Linked DNA regions of Capra hircus: region 1 is linked to region 2. Evidence: chromatin contacts called from public Hi-C data. All regions are on one chromosome and are shown on one strand. The core of a region is the stretch at or near the end of the contact, and the rest is flanking DNA. Distances in the headings are between cores, read along the strand shown. Region 1 overlaps PSD3 (PH and SEC7 domain-containing protein 3). Region 2 holds the start of LOC102169935 (arylamine N-acetyltransferase 1).

The links. A called contact is a pair of places that touch in the nucleus more often than the background predicts.
Region 1: a contact with region 2 is called in a Hi-C map of blood, with 2.1 times the contacts expected there. The contact joins the enhancer-like site here to the promoter of LOC102169935 in region 2. A contact is called at or near these places in 3 of 5 Hi-C or Micro-C datasets (blood and liver).

What each region holds. Positions count from the first base shown.
Region 1 is chr27:6,905,199-6,912,333 of ARS1.2, forward strand. The region is part of intron 8 of PSD3 (PH and SEC7 domain-containing protein 3); the gene reads right to left. Among named protein-coding and RNA genes, the nearest start is that of PSD3, 260 kb to the right of the region's middle. Within about 2 kb of position 4,818, at least 1 of the 5 cell types and tissues checked has an H3K27ac peak or open chromatin away from gene starts, as enhancers often do.
Region 2 is chr27:6,608,889-6,616,084 of ARS1.2, forward strand. LOC102169935 (arylamine N-acetyltransferase 1) reads left to right here and starts at 5,270. Exons shown (of 5, transcript XM_018042099.1): 1 at 5,270-5,338; 2 at 6,321-6,646.

The DNA of each region.
Region 1 (7,135 bases), core at 3,568-6,067, 300 kb after region 2:
TAAAATCTGGAGGCATTTTTAATCAAACTTAAAATGGAGAAGCCACAAAAAGAATTTTATCTGAAATCCCAAAAATACCAGTCAGGCCCGAATCTTGACAATTTAGCCAATTAAGGTACTATCCTTACTGAGAGAAAATATTAGTCAAAAAGTTAAAAAAAAAAAAAAAAAAAAAAAAACCCAGACTGGGGGTTCTCACTCCCAGATAAATTTAAGGTTATTCTCCCAAAATGACTAAATAGTCATTTAAAAATATATTTTCTTAAAAATAAAGAGTGTTTTCTCCATTTGTTTCCTTTTAGAGATAAAGCATTTGATGAATGAAAAATATAACTTGGATGTAAACACGTTTCTCATTTAGAACGTTAGGTAAAAGGATCCTCCTCAGCCTTACCTACTATGTTTAGGGAGGAAGTAGAAGGTTTCATAGACCAGGGCAAGAGACAAGTTTTGTAAATTTCTGTCAGGGATCAGATAAGAAATATTCTAGGCTTTACAGGCTGTAAGATCCCTGTTATAACTACTCAACACTGTCATTTTAGTCTGCAAATGTGTGTGACCGTGTTCAGGAAAACCAGCTGGACTGTGGGGCATAGTTTGCAGGCCCTTAGTCGATAAGAAGGGCTTCCCCAGTGGGTCATTGGTAAGAGAATCTGCTTGCAATGCAGGAGACACAGGTTCAATCCCTGCGTTGGGAAGACTCCCTGGAGGAGGGCATGGCAACTCACTCCAGCAGTCTTGCTTGGAGAATCTCACAGCAGAAGAGCCTGGTGCACTAAGGCTCCACAGGGTTGCAAAGAGTTGCACACGACTGGAGCGTCTGAGCATGAGGCTGCAGGAAAATGGAAGGAGGCAGCCCCGGTCCCAAGGACGCGTCACGGGTAAGCAAATGGGTCAGGCATCTGACACACTCTGGACTTTACTTTTGGGTTTATCCTCTGATAAAGTGGTGGCATTTTTTCCCCACCCCAGCAGATAATCAGCTCCGGACTTCAGAGGTAACTGAGAGTGAAGGACGAAAGGTAAGATGGAGAGTTTCTTTCTTAGCACCGTCTTCGGCACCACACAAGCTACAGTCCAAAACTGTACGTTTGGACTTACAGCCTAAGCGTGACCACGGCTTTGCTTTGAGCCCGCTTCCTTGAGAATGCAGCTCCAGCCAAGACCTGACCCTCGCTCAGGCCTGAGGGTGAGCTGCTGCTGAAGTGGCATCTCGACTCTGCACTCACCAGGAAGCAGCCCACAGTCTACACTCTGGCCGAAAGGTTGAAGAATTAGCAAAGCAATCCTCGAATTTTTCATTTTTAATAGTATAAAGTCCGGAAGCTTTCTGGAAAACATGCTTTCGGAGAAACTGAAGGCTCTCTTGGTCCATTGGTAAAATCTGGCTTCATAAATCTTGAGATATTAAGACACAGCAGGCATACCCTCCCACATGGCAACGCCACCTCCTCCAGCATGTTACAGTAAGTGCTGAAAGAGCACGCTGCTGACTTGGTAATGGCTTCAGCTCTGGAGCTCTGCTGAAAGCTGCTTCTTGGCTTGGGTTTCCTGTGCGTCTCTATCAAACAAGCTTAACTGTGTTCTGCTGCCCTCAGGTGTCCAGTTTTTAATGCACATGATTAGCTGGCAAAAAACAGGATCCTTTGTAAATTTACAAACCAGGAAGCTGTAACTGTGATATTCAAAGTACTCATTCATAAACCCCAAACACAAAGCTAGTGTGCTAAAAGTTCAACCTTTAGAGATACCTGAAATATTACTGGGATTTCCCCCAGCACTTCTATAATACATTGCCACTGAAAAAGGAGCCAGAAATAGCATGAAGAAAAGAAATATGTACGGCAACTGAAAATACTATTGTAACACAGTGATTCTCAAAGAACGGTTCAGGGATTCTGTTCAGGATATCCATGAAGTCAAACCTATTTTCATAATAACTGAAAATTATTAAAAACATTTTTCAGTCTCTCTCGTAAGTTACAGTGGAGTATTCTAGAAGCTACCTGACTTGTGATATACTGTGACAAAATGTGGAAGCAGAGAATCTAGCAGTCTACTATTAAACCAAACATGAAAGAGATTTTCAAAAATTTTTAAATGCTTATTTTTTCACTAAATTTTGTTTAAGTATAATTATTACTCATCAGTTCAATTCAGTGGCTCAGTCGTGTCCGACTCTTGGTGACCCCATGAATCGCAGCATGCCAGGCCTCCCTGTCCATCACCAACTCCCAAAGTTCACTCAGACTCATGTCCATCGAGTCAGTGATGCCATCCAGCCATCTCATCCTGTTGCCCCCTTTTCCTCTCACCTTCCATCTTTCCTAGCATGAGGGTCTTTTAAAAAGAGTCAGTTCTTCACATCAGGGGGCCAAAGTATTGGAGCTTTAGCATCAGTCCTTCCAGTGAATATTCAGGATTGATTTCCTTTAGGATTGACTGGTTGGATCTCCTTACCCAAGGCACTCTCAAGAGTCTTCTCCAACACCACAGTTCAAAAGCATCAATTCTTCGGTGCTCAGCTTTCTTTATAGTCCAACTCTCACATCCATATATGACCACTGGAAAAACCATAGCCTTGACTAGACACACCTTTGTTGGCAGAGTAATATCTCTGCTTTTGAATATGCTATTTAGGTTGGTCATAGCTTTTCTTCCAAGGAGCAAACATCTTTTAATTTCATGGCTGCAGTCACCACCTGCAGTGATTTTGGAGCCCCTCAAAATAGTCTCTGACTGTTTCCATTGTTTCCCCATCTATTGGCCATGAAGTGATGGGACCAGATGCCATGATCTTCGTTTTCTGAATGTTGAGCTTTAAGCCATCTTTTTCACTCTCCTCTTTCACTTTCATCTAGAGGCTCTTTAGTTCTTCTTCACTTTCTGTTACAAGGGTGGTGTCATCTGTGTATCTGAGGTTATTGATATTTCTCCCGGCAATCTTGATTCCAGCTTGTGCTTCATCCAGTCCAGCACTTCTCATGATGTACTTGGCATATAAGTTAAATAAGCAGGGTAACAATATACAGCCTTGACATACTCCTTTCCCGATTTGGAACCAGTCTGTTGTTCTATGTTCGTTTCTAACTGTTGTTTCTTGACCAGCCTACAGGTTTCTCAAGAGGCAGGTCAGGTGGTCTGGCAGAAGTATATTATTCATTTAATTGGTTTATTAATGCTATTTTAAAGTGATTCAATAAATTTTCTAAATCATCAACTTTAGTTTTTAATACGGTACATATTAACAGATATAAGTAAAAGTTTTTTGGTGGCCCTCAAAATATAAGAGTATAAAGGGACCTGAGAACAAAAAGCTTGAGAATTATTTAGTAGCTGGCTTTATTACTGCTTCATAAAAATTAGTTTCTCTAAAATTTGAGAAGATAAAGGAATAGACTGTTCTCATTATTAATTCAAAGACTGATCTCTGCTTCTAACATGATTGTCTAGAAAGACAGACATTAAAGTAAATAAGAGGGTCAGAGGTCGGAGGTTCCTATCCCCTTCCTCTTCCTCATTCCCCCTCTTCCCCAAACTATCTGCGGGAGGAAAGAGCCAACCCTGCCTTAATGAGAGTTCAGTCTGCTTTCCTTTATCACCTTGTACTAATGATCTGTGCAAATGTGAAAACACATCCTGGTAAGAGAGAGAAGGGTGGAGTGGCTGAACAATGTGCCAGTGAGAGGATCTGAGGTCCCTAAATGAGCCCCACTGACTCAACTGGAAAGCTACACCCGCTGTGTTTTATAAGTATGACCCGATTCTAAGAAAAGCAGAACTGCCAAAAAGAAAGAGAAGAGGGTAGGGACAGGGAGGAAGAAATGCAGGGAAGGAAAATGGAAAGGGAGGCCGTCATCTTGAGGAGTGAGGAAAGCCAGGAAGATGCCCCCGTGCGTGATTGACTCTGACGCACTTAAGTAAGGATTCCTACTAAAATTCCAGGCAGTTGCCAGTCTGAAGTGATGAGAGCCTGGAAGAGTCACTGCGGCTGCAGAGTCCAACCGGAAAAGGAAGGACGCAGCACCAAGGGCTGTAAAAGAGGACTCCAAGGCAAGGAGGCTTACTGGAGATAAAGATCACCCATGGCTGGAGGTCCACAGAGGGACAGGGGTCAGATAGAAAAAGAAACTGCAGCCAGGGCTGGCTCTCCTGGAAGAGGGACCGAGGAACAAGGCTGCAGGGACACGAAGAGGGGTCCACAGAGACCACCGCACCACAGGAGGGGGCAGATGTCAGCTACCAGGACGGCAACCGCAGGCGCCCACAGAGGTTTCCTGAGGTGTAAAATGACTACCTAGCAACCTCACGGAGATCTGTGCTGCTCCTGAGGGTGGAGAGATGAGACAGCACGACATGAAAAGGAAAAGCATTAAAATTCTTCAATTGCAAGTCTTACAACAGTCATTTTCCACTTCTGATAATAACCAAATATTTATTTAACCCAGCCTTCAAAATTTCAGTGTCCTAGAGAGCCCATCTTTGAATTATCACAATTATTCACACAGTTTACAAATTGAAACATAATGAGTTCCTAAGAGCTATCTCCAATGGAACTACACAACTTTTTGACATTATCCTATCATAAAAGCTGTACTGTATTCCTTGACTTCTTTCTCTCCTATACCAGTACAGTGTCCTTGCTGTGGTTTTACCCCTTATCTAACCCATAACTCAACCCCTCAAAAAACCAGTAAGGTCCTGCCCTGTGCAACAAACCTGAAGGTAATGAGCAGCAGGCCGAGGATCCCAAGGACAGGGCATCCGCAGGCGCCCAGCCCAGACAGGCTCCAGAAGGACCACACCCCCCTCCCCACCCCCATGCATGGTGGGGGCGGGGTGGAGTGGGGTGGTTGGGGGCCTGGCTCTGCCACAAAGCACAGACACACTTCAGATAAAAATTGTCACTGAAAATCCCGAGCTGTGGTGTTAAAGGGCGGATTTTGTCGCAAAATCTTGATCGACAGCAATGCCTTGGCTGCTGCCTCTGACCGTGGCCTGACCTGGGCAGCACTGTCTTGTGGATTGCTTCGGACCTTCAGCTGAGAAACTGGCCAACTCCTATGCTTCCGCCTACCCCACTCTCTACTGCATCTCAGTTCTTCTTCTGAAACTTCCTCCCATTTCAGGGTCCAGTCCTCCCGACCACTGTCCCAGCCCTGCTGCCTGCCTTCAGTCTTGGATTCAAGAGGCTGGATTTTGAATATGAATGGAGGACAAGAGAGATACTCTAAGTTAATAGAGCATACCTGCAGAGTAGCCCAGAAAAGGAAAAGGTATGAATGTATTCTAACAGGATAAATCATTTTATTCACACTATTTCCAATAAAATGTAAGGCTTTAAAAAATAGAGTTTCAATTCTCTGCTTGTTGATAGTAACAATACTCAGTATAACTTGTCCAACAGAACAAGAGAAAAATAAATGTTTACTGTTTTGATAGAAAGTGATCTGTATGTACAAAAGTCTAACTCACATACAGACTTCATAGACGAAGGGGCATTTAAAAAAAAAGAGATTACTTGGCAAAAGTGACCACAGTTAGAAAATACTTACTTAAAAGGTTAGTAAACCACTTGCAGGTAAGTAAAAGTAAGTCCATATTATTGGTATAATAATGATAAAAATCATTCACATTTTTTAAAGTAGGTACAGAGGGAATCACTATTCTTTAGTTCCAATGAAATGACTATAACATCGCAATGAATTTCTCCCAAAAATACTGTATATATTGCAGACTGCGTTTCTGCGGCCCACTTAGTGAAATGCATGTAATTAAGAGACCCCCTCCCCCAGTGCTTCTCCACCGCAGCACCTCAGATAGCCCTCACCACCTCTGTAGGCAACCTGGCGAAGGGTGGTGAGCCTACCAACACCGCTCGATCTGACTTCTGATCCTTACCCAGATGGCAGCAAACTTGGAGTGGAGCATGAACACTAAAGTGTTTGTTTAACGACAGAATAAACTAGAAAAGGGGAAGCTGGGAAAGCATTCCAACATACAGCACGGTATTAGACTCGCTGTTAGTACGCCTTCCCCCATTTCATTAGTGAGATTAGCAGGAAGAACAAAGGCCCACGCCAATGCGTTTTCAACATGTCGTTCCATGGCACAGGAAGATTCCCGATGAGCGGCCTTAAGAGAACCTCCCAGGTTACACCCTCCCCACCGAGAGCGTGAGCGCAGGCTTGTCTCAGCACTTCTTAGAAAGGTCATGCCATTACACTGCGGTTAAGACACAATGGCAGGGAAGAAAAGGGAAGTGGATTATTAGTTCATTCCCAAGAGGATTACTCTGGCTCTGGACTAAGTAATGAGAGGTGAATAAGGAGAGGGTGAAAGGTGGAGATATTAGAAATAATTCACTTTATAGTCTTTATGAATGATTCACTTTCATAGGAGCCATGCTAGTAAGTCAGACACTGCACCATAATTCAGGTAATCATGATGCAAGAGACACTACATCCAAAATTATGGATTAAAAACTTACCACCTGGAAGGAAAATTTATTTTTAAAAAGAATCCAGAGGAGGAAAAGAAGAGAAACACATTTTCACACGGTTAGTTTTTATGACAGCTACTATATATTCAACAGTCTTGTAACAGTATTCATTGTATACAAGAATTAAAAAGTCTAATATACAAAACTTAAATGACAATCTCCAATATGGAGCATACACTTTTCAAAACAAAGCTGAGAACTAATAATCACTAAAAACATGATTTTGAAGATACAGAGAGATTTGTATTTATCATTTTCTCCCTCATATGTAATTCTGCCACTATAACTAGTTGTTAATTATGTATGATTGGCATATATCAAGATAATACTAAACCATTCATTTATATAAACTCTCTCTTATATTCCAATTGCCAAAAAGAAGTGTGGTAATCTCTTAATCTCTTTTCAATTCTTTAAACATGGAAGATGAGCGAATCCAAGACCTGGGGTTCTGAACCCATGCACAGGATACCCCAGGGTGTCCTGTTTGTGTATCAAGCATGTGGAGTTATCTGAATAAATAACAAACCTCACACCTTTATTTAATGCTATGTTTCAAATTATTGTGATTAATAAGATACATGTTTATTTGAAAGTATTATTAAAACAATATTAGCTTTTTAGAAACCAATC
Region 2 (7,196 bases), core at 4,020-6,519:
CCCCATGGACTGTGTGTAGTCCACTCCTCCGTCCATGGGATTCTCCAGGCAAGAACACCAGAGTGGGATGCCCTTTCCTCCTCCAGCGCATCTTCCCCGACCCAGGGATTGATGCTGCATCTTTGTCTCCTCCATGGGTCGGCAGGTTCTTTACCGCTAATGAATCTTGGGAAGGCCCAGACCTGTGCGTAAGTTACTGAAATGGCCAATGAATAGAAAAGCATCTTGTCTAGTAAGGGGTTTACTTTTTCAAGGCCACAGAGCAAATCACAGCTAGGGATAAAGGAACTTCACCAAAATTTTGGTCTCCTGTCTGGCACCATTTCCACAAACACCACCTACGCTTTTGATAACGAGCGCTGGAAGAACAGGCAGTGCCCAGTATAGAGTCAACACTGGAGACAAGAGTGTGAGATAAGGCGGGAGGGGAGAACGAGAGAGAAGCAAGGAGGAAAAGTGGCCTCAGGACAGCGGATCCAGAAGGCAAACTGTCTGGGTGAACGGACGGGACGCATCAATAGGACTCGGTGTTTGGACGGGAGGAGTCTGGGGCGGGGCCGTCCAGGAGGAGTCTCAGGTATGGGCTGTGGGGCCTGAGTGATGAGAGCCCCGCTAGCAGACACAGGAACCAGTCTGCTAGATTCAAACCAGCTTAAACTCACACAGAAAGACCAAGTATACGAACTTACAGTTCCAAAGGTCGAAACACTACTTTCTTCATTCATTTGATGAAAAAAAAAAAAATCCAGCACAAAAAAGCAATTTAAAAAAGCCTTAATCTGTGACAAAATTGGGCTTCCCCAGTGGTTGAGATGGTAAAGAATCTTGCCTGCAGTGGCAGGAGACCCAGGTTTGATCCCTAGGTCAGGAAGATCCCCTGGAGAAGGACATTACAATCCCCTTCCTATATTTGCCAGGAGAATCCCATTGACAGAGGAGCCTGGTGGGCTCCAGTCCGTGGGGTTGCAAACAGACACAACTGAGCTCCTAACACATACAGCAAACTGTTTTACCCATAGCTCTCTGGAAAACGAATGCCTTGTTCTGTGTGTTTATTGGATGAGGAGGAAACTGTGGCAAGGGGAGGACTTTTAAATTAAAACTATGTAAGGAAGACTGACCTACAAACTGTCCTCCTGGTTCAAAGACTGCACCTAAAATCCACTGTGAAATGACAGTTATACAGAAACAAATGTTCCGTTTTTAACAAAATGAACAGATTCTTTATTTTATGCACTTCATGCAAACTATTACTGTTGTCTAAAAGGATTCCTCCCACGCTGCACCCGGGCTGGACATGTAACAGCAGCTGAAGAAAAGGCTGCACAAGCAGAAGGTGAAAAGCGTTGGCTACACAGAAGATAATGTTTCCTTTGAGTTGGTAACTGTCTGGACCTACCCCACAGGCAAGGACACCTTGACAAGAAAGCATGGCCTGAACCCCAGTGGGTCAAACCTTGACTGAAGGCAAACCACGTGGGCTGTTACAGAACATTTTAAAATTCACCTTGTTGACCTGGTCAGTGGTTTTATCACAGCGGATTTAGAGGCCAAATAGCCTGTGTCAGTGGGAGGACACAGCTGGTTAGATCAGTGCAGGTGACGTCAGCCAGGCTCACTTTGGATGTTCGTGATAAATAACACCAGCCCGTGGGAACTGGTCTCCACACATCACCAGGGTGGGTAACACCACTCATCACTCCAGTATTGAGGTTGTTAAAATCTACAGGAAAACTGGAAGTTGGTTTTAAGAGAAGGGAAATATCTATAATGATTTGGGTAGGATACAGCTGCTTACCCCCAGCCCAATAATTTTCCCTATAGACCATAATGGCTTACCTCCCACCTCTAAAAACAGAACAATTTTTAGTTCTCAAGTTTTCCTGAGGCCTGTACATCAGGGTCATGAATTTGAATTCAAGTCGGGCTTTCCTAGTAGCTCAGATGGTAAAGAATCCTCCTGCAGTGCAGGAGACCCGGGTTTGATCCCTGGATCAGGAAGATCCCCTGGAGAAGGAAATGGCAACCCACTCTAGTACTCTTGTCTGGAGAATCCCATGGACGGAGGAGCCTCGTGGGCTACAGTCCATGGGATCGCCAAGAGTCAGACACGACTGTGTGACTAACTTCCTCTTTTCGCTTTGACTCCCTTTAGGGTGTGGGACAGGATGCTCTTGATTAACATTAGGTTAGTGTTAGTTGCTCAGTCATGTCTGACTTTGTCACCCCTTTATGGCCCACCAATCTCCTCTGTCCAAGGCTCCCCAGGCAAGAGTAGTGGAGTGGATTGCCATTCCCTCCTCAAGGGGATCTTCCCAACACCCAGGGATTGAACCCAGGTCTCCTGCATTGCACGCAAACTCTTTATTGTTTGAGCTACAGGGAAGACCTAAATATTAGGTTCAAAGACCCTAAAGAGAGAATCCAGGAATCTCCCTCAGAGCAGACACAGGTTAGATGAGAGAAGACAGAGGTTTAGATGAAATGAATCGCAGAGAAACAGTTACCCAAGAGACACGGACACCGCAGTAGCGATCAGCAAGCAGCAGTGTCATCGTCTTAAAATTAGACCCCAGTCACATGGCTGACACCAACAGAGCTGGACAACCTAGACAACATATCAAAAAGCAGAGACATTACTTTGCCAACAAAGGTCCGTCTAGTCAAAGCTGTGCTTTTTCCAGGATCCACGTATGGATGTGAGAGTTGGACTATAAAGAAAGCTGAGTGCCGAAGAATTGATGCTTTTGAACTGTGATGTTGGAGAAGACTCTTGAGAGTCCCTTGGACTGCAAGGAGATTCTACCAGTCCATCCTAAAGGAAGTAAGTCCTGAATATTCATTGGAAGGACTGATGCTCAAGGTGAAACTCCAATCCCTTGGCCACCTGATGTGAAGAGCTGACTTGTTGGAAAAGACCCTGATGCTGGGAAAGATTGAAGGCGGGAGGAGAAGGGGACGATAGAGGATGAGATGGTTGGCTGGCATCACCACTCAATGGACATGAGTTTGAGCACGCTCCGGGAATTGGCGATGGACAGGGAGGCCTGGCGTGCTGCAGTCCATGTGGTCACAAAGAGTTGGACAAGACTGAGCAACTGAACTGAACTGAATGAAGGAAGGAACAATCTGAGGACTCTTGTCAAAGTGCGACCTGAGTTTCAATAAAAGGGTAATTGATTTAACATAGCTCATGGATATGAAAGAGTTTGAAACATAAAGAAGATCTAAAACTTAATCAGAAAGCTATGACCACTGAGGGGCTACAAGATAGACAATCTATGTGAATTAGCAAAGCAACACTGCCTGTGAATATCAACTAACATGGGGAGATTTCAAATGAAGACCGTCACTGAAGGAGCCGCGTCGAATTCACATGGAGAGAAATGACTGCATGAATATTCTGTGACTGATTTTTCACAGGTCTCTTCTTCCTTGTCAATAACAAGGATTTTGCACTGGAGAAGAGCCCACTGAATGTAATGAATACAAGGAATTTCACTTATAACAATTTTAACTCCACATGTGTTAACTCACACAGGACAGAAACTGCATACTTTTAGCCCTGCTGGTAGAGACTGCAGCCATTATTCATCATTGAATTAAGGTATGCTAATTATACTGGGGGAAATAAACACCCAGATCTTAGGATGTGGAAAGGTCTTCCGTCAACCCTCCAAAGAATTTGAGATGTATTTTTTTTTAACACTTAATCTGGATTGAACTTGAACGTTAGCCGTCTTAAAGGGAAACCACCAAAGGATATCGGCGTGCATCAGCTTCAGCCTGTGAGCTTGTTAAACCTGCAGATCCAATTCTGGCTCACCAGCTGTGAGTGATTACCGCTTACCTACACGTGTAACAGGAACCCTAGGTGATAATGATGCAAGTGAGTCTGCGACACTTTGAGTAACATAAGCTGCGAATTCAGGAGATTCTGCTTTGTATAAAATACATCATTTTAATCACAGTGCTTTGTCAGTAACACATTAAAGCTACTTCTTTTTCTTTTTTTTTTAACTGCTATACCTGATGCAGATGCTCTGTGGATATGAGGCATCCAAAAGTAATGGGGTTACCCTCATATAGAATAGACATTGGAGAAGAAAAGGGCACCCCACTCTGGTGTTCCTGCCTGGAGAATCACAGGGACGGGGGAACCTGGTGGGCTACAGTCCACGGGGTCGCAAAGAGTTGGACACGACTGAGCAACTGACACACACACGCTCTGGATGCAGTGTCCATGCAGTTGTCTAGAGCAGCGGAAATATCAGTGCCAGGCCCTGCTTACGCTTAGAAACGGATGCTCCCACTCCCATTTCAGGGCTGAGTGGTATTCCAGGGCTGTTAGTCGAAGGCCCATCTGACCTGCCCAAGCAGAGGCCAAGAGAAAGCCTTCAGGCAGAGAGTCCCAAGTTCATGTTAAGTCATACCAGAGGCACGGACTAGAACTCTCAGTGCTTGAGAGAGCAGAAGGCAACACTTGTGTCATGAAGATAGTCACAGAAATAAAGCGTAGAGGGCAATGAAGCTTCCTGAGGGGCTCAGTGGCAAAGAATCCACCAACGAAGGGGACCCAGGTTCGATCCCTGGATCCAGAAGATCCCCTGGAGAAGGAAATGGCAACCCACTCCAGTAGTCTTGCCTCAGAGAATCCCATGGATGGAGGAACCTGGCAGGTTACAAGTCCATGGGGGTCTCAAAAGAGTCTTATATAACTTAGCAACTAAGCAACAATAACACAGAGGGAAATGCATTAGAGACAGCAAGAGTGATAGGCTAATGTCATTAACATAAATTAGAAACACAGAAGCGAAAGTATATTCTGTATGTCACTCCCATAACTTCTATGTGGACAAATGTAGACCACGTTACACAGAGCCTCTGGGGGAGAAAGAATAGAAAGTTAGGGGCTTCCTGGCAATTGATGAGGAAATGCTGTCATAACCTGGGGGGATGGTGATTTAAAACATCCATGTCCTCCTGCTCCTCTAGGCTAATGGGTCTGCACTTCCTGGAGCCTCTCAAAACCCTAACCTCCCACAGCACACACAGGACATCCATGTTCAGGCTGCCTGAGAGTAAGAACTGTCTGGACTACAAGGTCCCTCCCCTTTGAACCCTGGGGCCTTGGCTCACCAGGGTACATTGGAACAGGAGGGGCACAGGGTCAACCCAAGTCCCCAAGACTACATTTCCCAGAGCTCCGGGGTGCCGGTAACTAGACTCAGGGGGCGGAGCACTTCGCAGGCAGGAAGGAGGGCTCTTCCTGGGCTGGGCCAGGAAGTGGGAGGGTGGCTGTCACCCTGGTTCCTGGTCGTGGGCCCCAGAGAGCTCGGTGAGTGACCTGTTTATGCTTGGAAATTGGGGCTTGATCCTGTTTCAAATGTGAGTCCCGGAGACTGGAGACTCCACAGGCCTGAATTTCAGGTCTCGGGACAGTTCAGGAAGTTTGCCTGGCACGTGCTCACGCCGTAAGTGCTGTGCAGGATCACAGAGGGGTCACAGACCCCCACTGCAGCTGTCAGGGTTAGCGTCACAGCCACCCAACACGCCAGCTGGGAAGACTCGGCAGGACACAGAAGCATCTCTAAATGTCAGTTTATCCCTCAGAACGCTGGGGCTAATAAGAGAGCTTTCTTACAAAGTCTGTTGTGGGGATTAAAGGAATATATAAAAGATGGCTAATGCATACAACACGTGTTTCAGAGGACAGGGTCCTCCTCTCGGACAATTGCCACAGTGATGTCCACCTTCTCTGAACCTAACTGGGCGTGTCCCAAAGGGCTCAGTCGGTCCTGCAGGCTGCAAGTTCAGGACCCCTCCGGCTCCTCTGGCATTAAGGGATCAGAAGTTCTCTATTGGTCCCAAAACACCCAAGGAGGCTGGGTTGCGTCGTCTGCACAGTATAAGGGAATTCTTGGGGAGGTTTTCTCTGGATAGAAGGAGGGGCCCAAGGGTCTCCAGGGGCCACAGACGCCAGGAACAACTGTCTCACCATCAGGCAGGCGACAGCATTCCCTGGGCACTGATGCGCAGAGTTCTGCAGGAGAGAGGAGCCTGTGGAGGCGGACGGCTCTGAAGCCAGGGGCCCTGTGAGCTCCCTGCTCTGGACTTTGCTCCCCTGCCCTGCCCTGCACCCACGAAAACCATATGTCTGCTTGCTCTCTGATCACCGAACTCTCCCTTCCCTTGAGTCACTGTTTATCTTGTCAGCCACACAAAAGCTGACCCCACCCCCCCACACACACTCAGAAAACCTGCCAACTGTATATATAGTTCCATCCCACCCAGAGACTTATTTTGTTTGGCCTTGACAGGTTTCAACTGTTCAGAGCCAGTTGTAAAAACAGGCAGATTACAGCCACAAATCTGAGTTTCTACTTCTCCTCAAAAGAGAATAAAAGGCGAAACAAACACTCAGACCTTTCCACTGACGGAGTCTGACCTTCCTTGGCTGTTCTCCTTGGACGGGCGGCTCTGCAGGCTGCCTGCGCTCTCAGCATTGTGAAGAGGGGCTGTGGGCTTGGCTTGCCAGGCAACCTCTTTTTTTTCATCCAGAAGATTACTGGGCTGGCCACTTACCCCCTAGGACTGGGCTGGTTCACAGGTCCTTGCAGTAAGCTTCGACACCAAAAAAAAACAGGTAAGAAAAGGGAAGGGAGGGCTTGCCTGGTGGCTCACGGCAAAAAAAAAAAATCCACCTGCAATGCAGGAGCCACAGTTTCGAACCCTGGGTTGGGAAGATCCCCTGGAGAAGGAAATGGCAACCCACTCCAGTATTCTTGCTTGGGAAATCCCATGGGCAGAGGAGTGTGGTGGCGTACAGTCTATGGGATAGCGAAGAGTCGGACACGACTGAGCGACTGAACATCAAAGGGAAGGGGGTGGGAAGGAGAGGAAAAGAAACCCAGAGCACAGGGAAAGAAAAGCCATGGAAGCGTCCCTAAATCCAGCTCTTCAGCTGGGCAGCTCTAGTCTAAGCACATACCCAGTGAATGGAAATCAGATACAGGAAAATGCACTTGGGCACAGATTCTGTCTGCAGCACTGTTCGCAGCGGCTGAAGATGGAAGCCCTCAGAGAGACAGGAAGGTGCCTGGTGGCTGCAGAGGCGGGAGGGGCTGGGGAGTACCTGCCCACGAGTCTGGGGTCTTACTGGGGGAGTGAGAGAGTTCGGAACTGAACAGAAGGGT